Regions from separate parts of the Mus musculus genome. Here all the other regions are linked to region 2. A link is a contact called in public HiChIP or PLAC-seq data. All regions are on one chromosome and are shown on one strand. Each heading gives the region's core, a stretch centred on a gene start, on an enhancer-like site or on the middle of the called end of the contact. The rest is flanking DNA. Distances are from core to core; before and after follow the strand shown. Region 1 overlaps Zmiz1os1 (a long non-coding RNA gene). Region 2 overlaps Anxa11 (annexin A11). Region 3 overlaps Zmiz1 (zinc finger, MIZ-type containing 1).

Region 1 (2,700 bases), core at 58-2,557, 500 kb after region 2:
CCTGTCCCTTTCAGAGCCAGGTACTTCTGCAGAAACTTCCAGATGGTTCCTGAAGAGTGTGGCTTAGTGAAAGACTGGGTGAGATGGGGTCAAATGACCTATGGTCAGATTCACACTCTTCCACATCTCCTGGGTCAATGGCAAGACACAACATTTTTGACCCTCAGAGTCTCCGTGGGAGTTGGGCTCCATGTTACCTGGACATTGGTGGAAATTTTGGCCAGCCTGGTGCCTGCTTCTTTTTATCCTGTACCAAAACCCTCCCAAATGAACAGAGCAACAGAACGACCCTGTGGTCTATCATTCTCCGCTATTCTAGGGCACCCTGGGCGAGGGCAGCAGGAGAGGCAGTCTAGTGGTTGTTATGGGGCAGGCATGGTGGCGTGCCCAGCTATCTCCAAGTGAGTTCCAGTGTTTGACTTCGGATCACACAGCAGGACAAGGTTAAGATTGCCCAATGCTCAAGCTTCTGTCTTTCCATCTCCTGTGGAAAGGGAGAAGAGAAAGTAGGCACAATTTCCAGTGTTTTTTACAGAGCTGGCTCAGAGCCAGCCACTAGCTGTCAGAAGGCAGCTAAGTGATCTGCCTGTATCTGCAAAGTGCCTGGAAGGTAGAAAGGAGGCAGGCATTTTCCTGAGCCTCTCTGGGCCAGCCCCACGCTTAGAGCCTCATCTGGCCTGGCAGATAGACTGGATGTTGTTTTAAGCACTTTGTGTAGATTGACTCATTTTAAAGAATTTAATCCTTACTTTATCCTTCTTAAGTATAATTGTTCCCATTTTAAAGACAGGCTAGCTGAGGCAATAGAAATAAAATAATATGTCCAAGGCACCACAGTTTTCATGGGCCTTATTTAACCCCGACTTCATAATGTCTGAGCGATGAGGGTCATTATTATCATTAGGTCCAGTCTCAAAGGAGTTAAGCAGCTTCTTCAAGGTCACCCAACATGTGGCTACAGCTGAACTGGAGTTCCCGCTCCACTCTGGAGGGCTGTGAGAGAGTATGTTGTTCCATGCTTAAAACTTGGCTGGTCTGGTTCCTTGGTATAGATAGGTTGGGGACTGGAGAAAGGGAACTGTCATGAGCCCTTCTAATTTCCAGGACAACTGTAGCCTGGGCATCACGTGGACATCTGTGTTTTCAGCATAGACCAGGAGGAGGAAGCCCCAATCCCCAGGAAGCTATCTTTAAGCCACCGCCTTTAGAGCGATGTCAGGAAAGACGCAGATAAAGAGTCCATGTCTAGGTCCCACAGTCCAGGAACAGACCCCCCGCATGCCAGAGAATGAAGTCAGATGGGAGAGGTTCCTGGGCTCGAGCCAAGGACTATTTGGATTTTACGAGAAATGCGTGAGCTGGCCAGTACATAGACCTGCACCTAACTTGCAACACTCACTCCCCACCATGTTGTCTTTGGGATCCTTCCTGCCTGCTGACACGTCCCCCCCTACCCCCCAACTTAGAAACTCTCTCAGGAAACCTCTGCAGATCTGGAACTCTGGGAGTCAGGATCCTGGTCTCTTTGTGGTTATCTCTAGGGTTCAATGTGGGAACAGGCTGGTCTTGAGGGTAGAGCCTGGTCTGCAGACCTGTTTGAATCCCTATGTCTGAGAATATGGAGACCTCCAAGGCATTGCTTTTCTGGCCTGTACAATGGGTGTGGTAGCTCATAGTTCCAACCCTGCTGTGCAGTCCAGTGGCCGACAAACTTTGAATCATTCAGGAATCTCCCAGGGATCCTAAAATATATAGATGTCTGCTTTCTTCTCCAGGTGTTCCAACTTAATAGGTCTAGGGTGGCCAGCTGTTAGAAGGGGTAAGTGGTCCTAGGTGAATCCCATGTGGGGTCAGGCATGAGAGCTTCTGGGTTAGTCTTTTCCACCCCTATAGCATTCTGTCATTTCCTGGCTATTCAGTTACAGGTCAGCATCAAACCCTCATGGTTCCCGTGGCTGCCTAGACTGCTTACTATCTTCATCCCAATGTGTGGATCCAGGCATATCTCTGCTCTTTCTGCCTCTGTGCTCTTACCCCATCCCTGTATCTCCACTCCTCCTATCTCAGGGCTTCAATTCTAGATGTGTGGGACACTGTCACTGCAGAGGTCCTTCCTGTCTTGGGAGGGAACAGTGAGATCTATGGGTCAGTAGTTGAGACCCTGAAAAGCCAGTCTGGGAAAGGCTTTGTGACTACTTTCTTCAGTCTGGAGTGGCCAGCTGGGAGTCTTTGGTCTATGAGAAAGGAGAGAGAGAGAGAGAGAGAGAGAGAGAGAGAGAGAGAGAGAGAGAGAGAGAGAGAGAAGAGAAAGAGGAGAGAGAGAGACACACACACTGAGAGAGGGAGAAATAGAGAGACAGAGGCACTCAGAGAGACAGATAAATTTAGAGACAGATAGAAACTCAGAGACAGATGCACATACCCAGAGACAGAGACACAGAGAGACAGGAACACGTACCTGCATAGTTAGCCTCTGTATCTGAAGAGGCCCAGGTAGTTAGGGTTGTGTAAGGAAGGAGCTGTGACAGTCACATGGGAGAGGTGGTTAGGTTGAAGACTTCCATCACAGTGGAGGACTTTGAGGCCAAGTTATCGCCATCACATTTGAGTGGGGTATCCTGAGGCATGACATAGACCCTTCATCTCTGGATTTCCTCACTGAGTTACATACAGAATGTGGCATTTATCTCATCCAGCCTT
Region 2 (2,700 bases), core at 43-2,542:
CAGAAGTTTCAATAGAGGGGTGGAGAGGAAGAAAAGGGAGGGTTAGAATCTCGATACATTCCTCAAGAGCACCCCTAATGAAGACCCCACACGCTTCCTACAAGCAAGCCTTTGGGGTTGTGGCTCAGATCCCAGTGTAGCAGTGTTAGCCACAACTGCCCACTGGCAGATGGATGGATACACTGCAATCCAATCTTCAGAAAACTAAGCATTACCGGACATCAAGCCAGCAATGAGCCAGCCGGGCTGCAGCTGGTCCTGCGCTTGCTTCCTCTGGCTCAGTGAGGCCCAGGACTTGATCCCCGGCCCGGCACAAACTGGGGTGCTGGTGCATGCAAATAATCCACCTGGCAAAAGTAGGGACGCTGTGGGAGGAGGATCATGCGTTCAAGGCCAACCTGGGCTAAACAGGAAGACGCTGTCTCAAAAAGACAAGAGTCTGTAAATTTTATTTTGAAAATACAAAATATAAGCAATCCATAGAAACCCAAGGCAGACGGACAGGACACTATCCCCTCTCCCAGAGGCAACCACTAAGCCTTCGAACCTATAAGTTAACACACACATACATGTATGCATATATTTACAAAGCATCTGCATATATATAAAAACATACACACATATGTATTTGGTTCACCTGTTTGAAAACAGGTAAGTTTTTTCTTTCATATTCTCTCTGTCTCTGTCTCTGTCTGTCTGTCTGTCTGTCTCTCTCTCTCACACACACACACACACACACACACAGTGTTGCGATGCAGCCCAGATTGGCCTCAAACCCTTTCCCTTTCTTTTTTAATTCTATATGTACGTATGTTATTTCTTTACTAATTTATGTGCAGTGTGTGTCTACCCTGGAACTTACTTATCTGTCTCAGGTCACCAGGATGGAGGTGGAGACTTATCTGGCTCCCACAGCCCTTGGATTTGTCACTAGAGCACATCAGATCAAGGAGCCAGGATGTGGTAGAACGTGATCTGGGGTAGCAGTCAGAAAAGCTGCCCTCTTCCCAAACAGGGCTGAGTCCCTACACGGGTAACCATTGGTCTGATGGCCCCAGGAGGCTGACAGAGCCTCCTTCCAAGGACAGGAGAAATGGTACAGGGATACAGGGGACAGGTTTTAAACTGGAGGTTTCTAGAACTTTTAGCGTCTCAACCCACAGAACTTCCTTCCCTCTCCGGGAAGATCGGGCTACTGGCTTGAGGGAAGAGGGCAGTCAGATACACCCAGTCCCTACGTAAGCACACACTCAGAGTCATCAGGGCTGGCCTCGTACCACGCATACGCAGCAATGGTTTGCAGTTTCACGAAATGACTCATATGATCGAGGCTCTGATGAGCAATGGTTGGCATGTAGACTATCTATAAGCAGAATAGGACAACAGATGCTCAACCCTCAGCTTCAGCAAAGCAGTGTTTCAGGGAGCTGAAGGGATGGATGGCTCAGAGGTGGCTCAGTGGTCAAGAGCACCAACTGCTCTTCTAGAGGCCCTGGGTTCAATTCCCAGCACCTACATGGCAACTTACAACTGTCTGTAAGCAACTCCAGTTCCAGAGCTTCTGACACCTCACACTGATAGACAGGCAAAACACCATTGTACATAAGATAAAACTAAATGATGTATTAAAAGAACTAAAGTTAAAAAAAAACAAAAAACATTGCTTCAAGGCCAATTTTGCCACTCATCTGGACCAGCAGTTCTCAACCTGTGGGTCATGACCCTTGGGTCATTTCATATTAATGAAAATACATCCCGAATATCAGATGCTTAGGTTATGATTCATAACAGTAGCAAAATTATAGTTATGAAGTAGCAACAAAAATGATTTTATAGGTGGGAGATCACTACAACATGAGGAACTGTATCAAGTGGTTGCAGCATTAGGAAGGGTGAGGACCACTGCTCTAGGCCTATCCACTGCCCTGCTTGTTTGTTTAAGAAAATTCCAGGCACCATAAACTATTTCCTGGGTAATTTTTCATGTCTCTAAGTACTATCAACTCTTAAGTGTATGTCTTCTCTCTCTGTCTCTCTCTGTCTCTCTCTCTGTCTGTCTCTCTCTCTCTTTCTCTCTCTCTCTCTCTCTCTCTCTCTCTCTCTCTCTCTCACTACATGTTAACCCTGAGTTCCTATGACAGCCAACACACAGCACTCAGGTGTTGATTATCTTAGGGGAAGTGGGAGCATGGAATACTTGAAGGTACCTGTCCAGGCAAGGGGACCAGAGGCCCAACCTACCAAGGACCTGGACCAGGGAGTCCTGAGCAAGCCTCTATGGTCCCAGGTATCTGTGAATGGTGGAGGCAGGACTCAAATCCTGTCCTCCTGGCTTTGAATCCCAGGGCTTTCGCCACTACACTATACTTTTGCACAGGACCTACTGATGCTGGCAACAGTAATCTCAGAGGCTGAGCTTCACGCTCATGTGACAGAATAGCATGGAGTTAAGAATCAGGACACACCTGTGGTTTCTATAGCCAATGATCACCAACCAAGCTCCCACTTTTTCTGTTTGTTTGTTTGTTTGTTTTTTATCAAGACAGGGTTTCTCTGTGTAGCCCTAGCTGTCCTGAATCTCACTTTGTAGACCAGCCAGGCTGGCCTCAAACTTACAGAGATCCACCTGCCTCTGCTGGGACTAAAGGCGTGAGCCACCACACCCAGCTAAACCCCGTGTTCTTAATGGCAATGTAGGAC
Region 3 (2,700 bases), core at 192-2,691, 330 kb after region 2:
CCCTGTGCATGGCCAGAGACTAGCTAGGCCTGCCTTCCTGGGCGCCCTAGGCCCAGCCCTGGAAGGTGCCAGCGTAGTTCAGCCTCTGCATCTTCCTGCACCAATTACGGATGTGATATCAGCTCATCCATCCCTGGGCCAGGGCACACCCATTACAGGTTGTCTCCCTGTCCTGGAGGGTCCTGTGATCGTTAGGAGCATGCCAGCCAGGCCTTCTTGTAGGCGTAAGCTGCCCTTCTCTACAGAAGCTGGGATCACCACCCCTCCCCGGCCCCACCACGTTCTTTCAGGGGGAGGCTCTCATCCTAGCAATCTGAAGACAGTGTCGGGGTGAGAAGCGCACCCTCACCTGCCCATTCATCCTTAGGACTGACAGAACACACACCCTGGGGGCTTGGAAGGCACGAGGATATTGCTTGAGGTGGGTAGTCTTTTCATGATGCTCTAGCACCTGATACTAGTCTTGCAGACACCCCAATTTTACGGTTTGAATATGTCCCCACTGTCTATGTGTTCATGGCTTGGAAGTGGGGCCCTCATGATGGCATTAGTGGTGTCACAGAAGAGCTCAGTCTGGCAATGGAGCACCCTCTACCTCATTGGGAAGCCCTCAGCAGATGCTAACACTATGTACTAGGACTCCTCAGCCTCCAGAAATATGGGTCAAAGAAACTCCTATTCCTTCTAAACTATCTGGTCTCAAGTAGTTTGTTATAGCAACAGAGACAGAGCAAAGCAAGGACTTAGCTGGATACAAAGAAGCAGCACTGGCTTCAGTGTTACAGGCCATGTTTGGATTAGAGACAGTGGGCTGACACATGGTGCTTACTGCCCCACTCCAGGCCTAGTCTAAAGATACTGTTTATACATATGCACCCACTGTAAACAAACTTATACCCCCACACTCAAAGCAATTCCATGAGGTGGGGACTGGCGTCCTCACTGCACAAATGAGGCAATATGGGCTCAGATACTGGAGGCCACTTGCTTAGGGTCAGAAAGTGACAGTATTGGACTCAGTACTAGATTTAGGCACTGTGAACTGAGTCCACAGGACTGTCATCCCAGGGCTCTTGGGGAGAGTAGAGAGGACAGCCACCAGAGGCTACCCCAACCATAAGTGGGCAGCCTGCTGCCCAAGGGTCTGCCTTTATTCATCTGAGTCCATTATCACTCAAAACTGTCTAGAGTCTCTCATGAGGTCAGGGCTGAGAGCTCTCAAGTGCCCATGGCCACTCCGTGCCACTGTGAATAGATCTCAGAGATCAAGGGCATCACACCAGGCTGGGGCTCCTGGGGCCTGGAGCAGAGCCTCCAGATTCTCTGACCTGAGTTGTTTTGAGCTTTTGGACACAGCATTGCACCATCCGGAGGAGCAGCCCACATATGTGGGTGAGAAAAAGCAGCCAGCAGGAGAAGCCAGCCCAGCATGCAGTCTGATGACACACAAGCTTAGCAATATTGACTCATAACCATCCATCCTGTGACTCCACCCACTACCAGTACTTCTGGGTTGTACCCAAAACTCAGTGTAACAGCCAGAGTGACTCCCACAAAGAACAGAGGGCCATGGCACTCTCTCTCTGTACTCTCTCTCTCTCTCTCTCTCTCTCTCTCTCTCTCTCTCTCTTTCTGTGTGTGTGTGTGTGTGTGTGTGTGTGTGTGTGTGTGTGTGTAACAACGGGATCCACCTAGGGGTGGGTGGGGCAGGGAGACAACCAGAGGAAGAAGTGAGGGGCATGGTGTCAGCCCTGGACAACCACTCCAGTCCACAAGAGACCAAGGTTGGCCTGGCCCTCTGGTTAACTTTGTCTCTTTGTGACTCAGGGGCCCTGCGTCCAGTGCACACTGCCAATTCCTCTTCCCAAGAACCCATGCCTGCCCAGTCTAAGGACGTCAGGGCACTGTGTCATCGTCCCTCTGCATGTCTGTTCCTGGGAAGGCTCTGGTCCCCTTGGTCGGACTTGTAGGGATCACCCAACAACACCAAGCAATGACAAAGGCTCTGTGAGGCCAGGTTGACAGAGTGGATCCTGAGACCGAGCGGCTTCCGTGTTGGAACTTCCCCTCTCTCTGTTCATTAACAGGTACATTAGTTCAAAGCACACCCCTCTATCTCCTTTAACCCTTCCAAGTCTTAACCCACATTCCTTGGAGTCCTGACCCACTCCCTGGAAGCCTTGGGAAGACACCCATATATACACTGAACTGGGCTGGTGCCAAGCAGCTTTGAAGAGGTTGTCTCAGGTATCTGCCAGGAGGGAGGAGGACCTTCTCATAGCACACACAAACACACACGTCTACATGCTCATGTATACACACACACACACACACACACACACACACACACACACACACACTTTTCAGATCCAATGACCTGACACCCCTGCCTATGAAACGCAAAGCTCAGACATGGTTCACCTGCTGGGCTGGAAGACGGACAGAGGGCCCTCCTCACCCTCAGGGATGTGTGAGGAGCTTGTGAGTGGTCACCCAAGTCCAGATGTTCTCACCAGTCACTAGCTCATCCTCTGCCAAGGGTTTTATTTCACTGACTGCTTATGCTAGGCAAAGTGTCTTCTTGTCCCTGGCTTTTTACAGATGATGCCCAGAATGGACACGTGACTTGCTTGCGGGGACCACCAAACTGGCAGCAGATCCTGAACAAAGAATCTGGAATCTGGGCCTCCGGCATACAGG

What was found. HiChIP or PLAC-seq counts read pairs in DNA pulled down with a chosen protein or histone mark.
Region 1: a FOXA1 HiChIP or PLAC-seq map of pancreatic cancer cells shows a contact between it and region 2. The contact joins two enhancer-like sites. A contact is called at or near these places in 1 of 484 Hi-C or Micro-C datasets (CD8 T cells) and 1 of 115 datasets of contacts at active chromatin or transcription factors (pancreatic cancer cells).
Region 3: a contact with region 2 is called in a FOXA1 HiChIP or PLAC-seq map of pancreatic cancer cells. The contact joins two enhancer-like sites. A contact is called at or near these places in 2 of 115 datasets of contacts at active chromatin or transcription factors (memory CD8 T cells and pancreatic cancer cells).

The regions. Positions count from the first base shown.
Region 1 is chr14:25,364,013-25,366,712 of GRCm38.p6, reverse strand. The region is part of intron 1 of Zmiz1os1 (a long non-coding RNA gene); the gene reads left to right. Among named protein-coding and RNA genes, the nearest start is that of Gm41113, 14 kb to the left of the region's middle. Within about 2 kb of position 1,307, at least 34 of the 459 cell types and tissues checked have an H3K27ac peak or open chromatin away from gene starts, as enhancers often do. A contact at or near this core is called in pancreatic cancer cells, where this site is marked.
Region 2 is chr14:25,860,568-25,863,267 of GRCm38.p6, reverse strand. The region is part of intron 1 of Anxa11 (annexin A11); the gene reads right to left. Among named protein-coding and RNA genes, the nearest start is that of Anxa11, 20 kb to the right of the region's middle. Within about 2 kb of position 1,292, at least 112 of the 459 cell types and tissues checked have an H3K27ac peak or open chromatin away from gene starts, as enhancers often do. A contact at or near this core is called in memory CD8 T cells and pancreatic cancer cells, where this site is marked.
Region 3 is chr14:25,526,247-25,528,946 of GRCm38.p6, reverse strand. The region is part of intron 2 of Zmiz1 (zinc finger, MIZ-type containing 1); the gene reads right to left. Among named protein-coding and RNA genes, the nearest start is that of Mir3075, 6.8 kb to the left of the region's middle. Within about 2 kb of position 1,441, at least 120 of the 459 cell types and tissues checked have an H3K27ac peak or open chromatin away from gene starts, as enhancers often do. A contact at or near this core is called in memory CD8 T cells and pancreatic cancer cells, where this site is marked.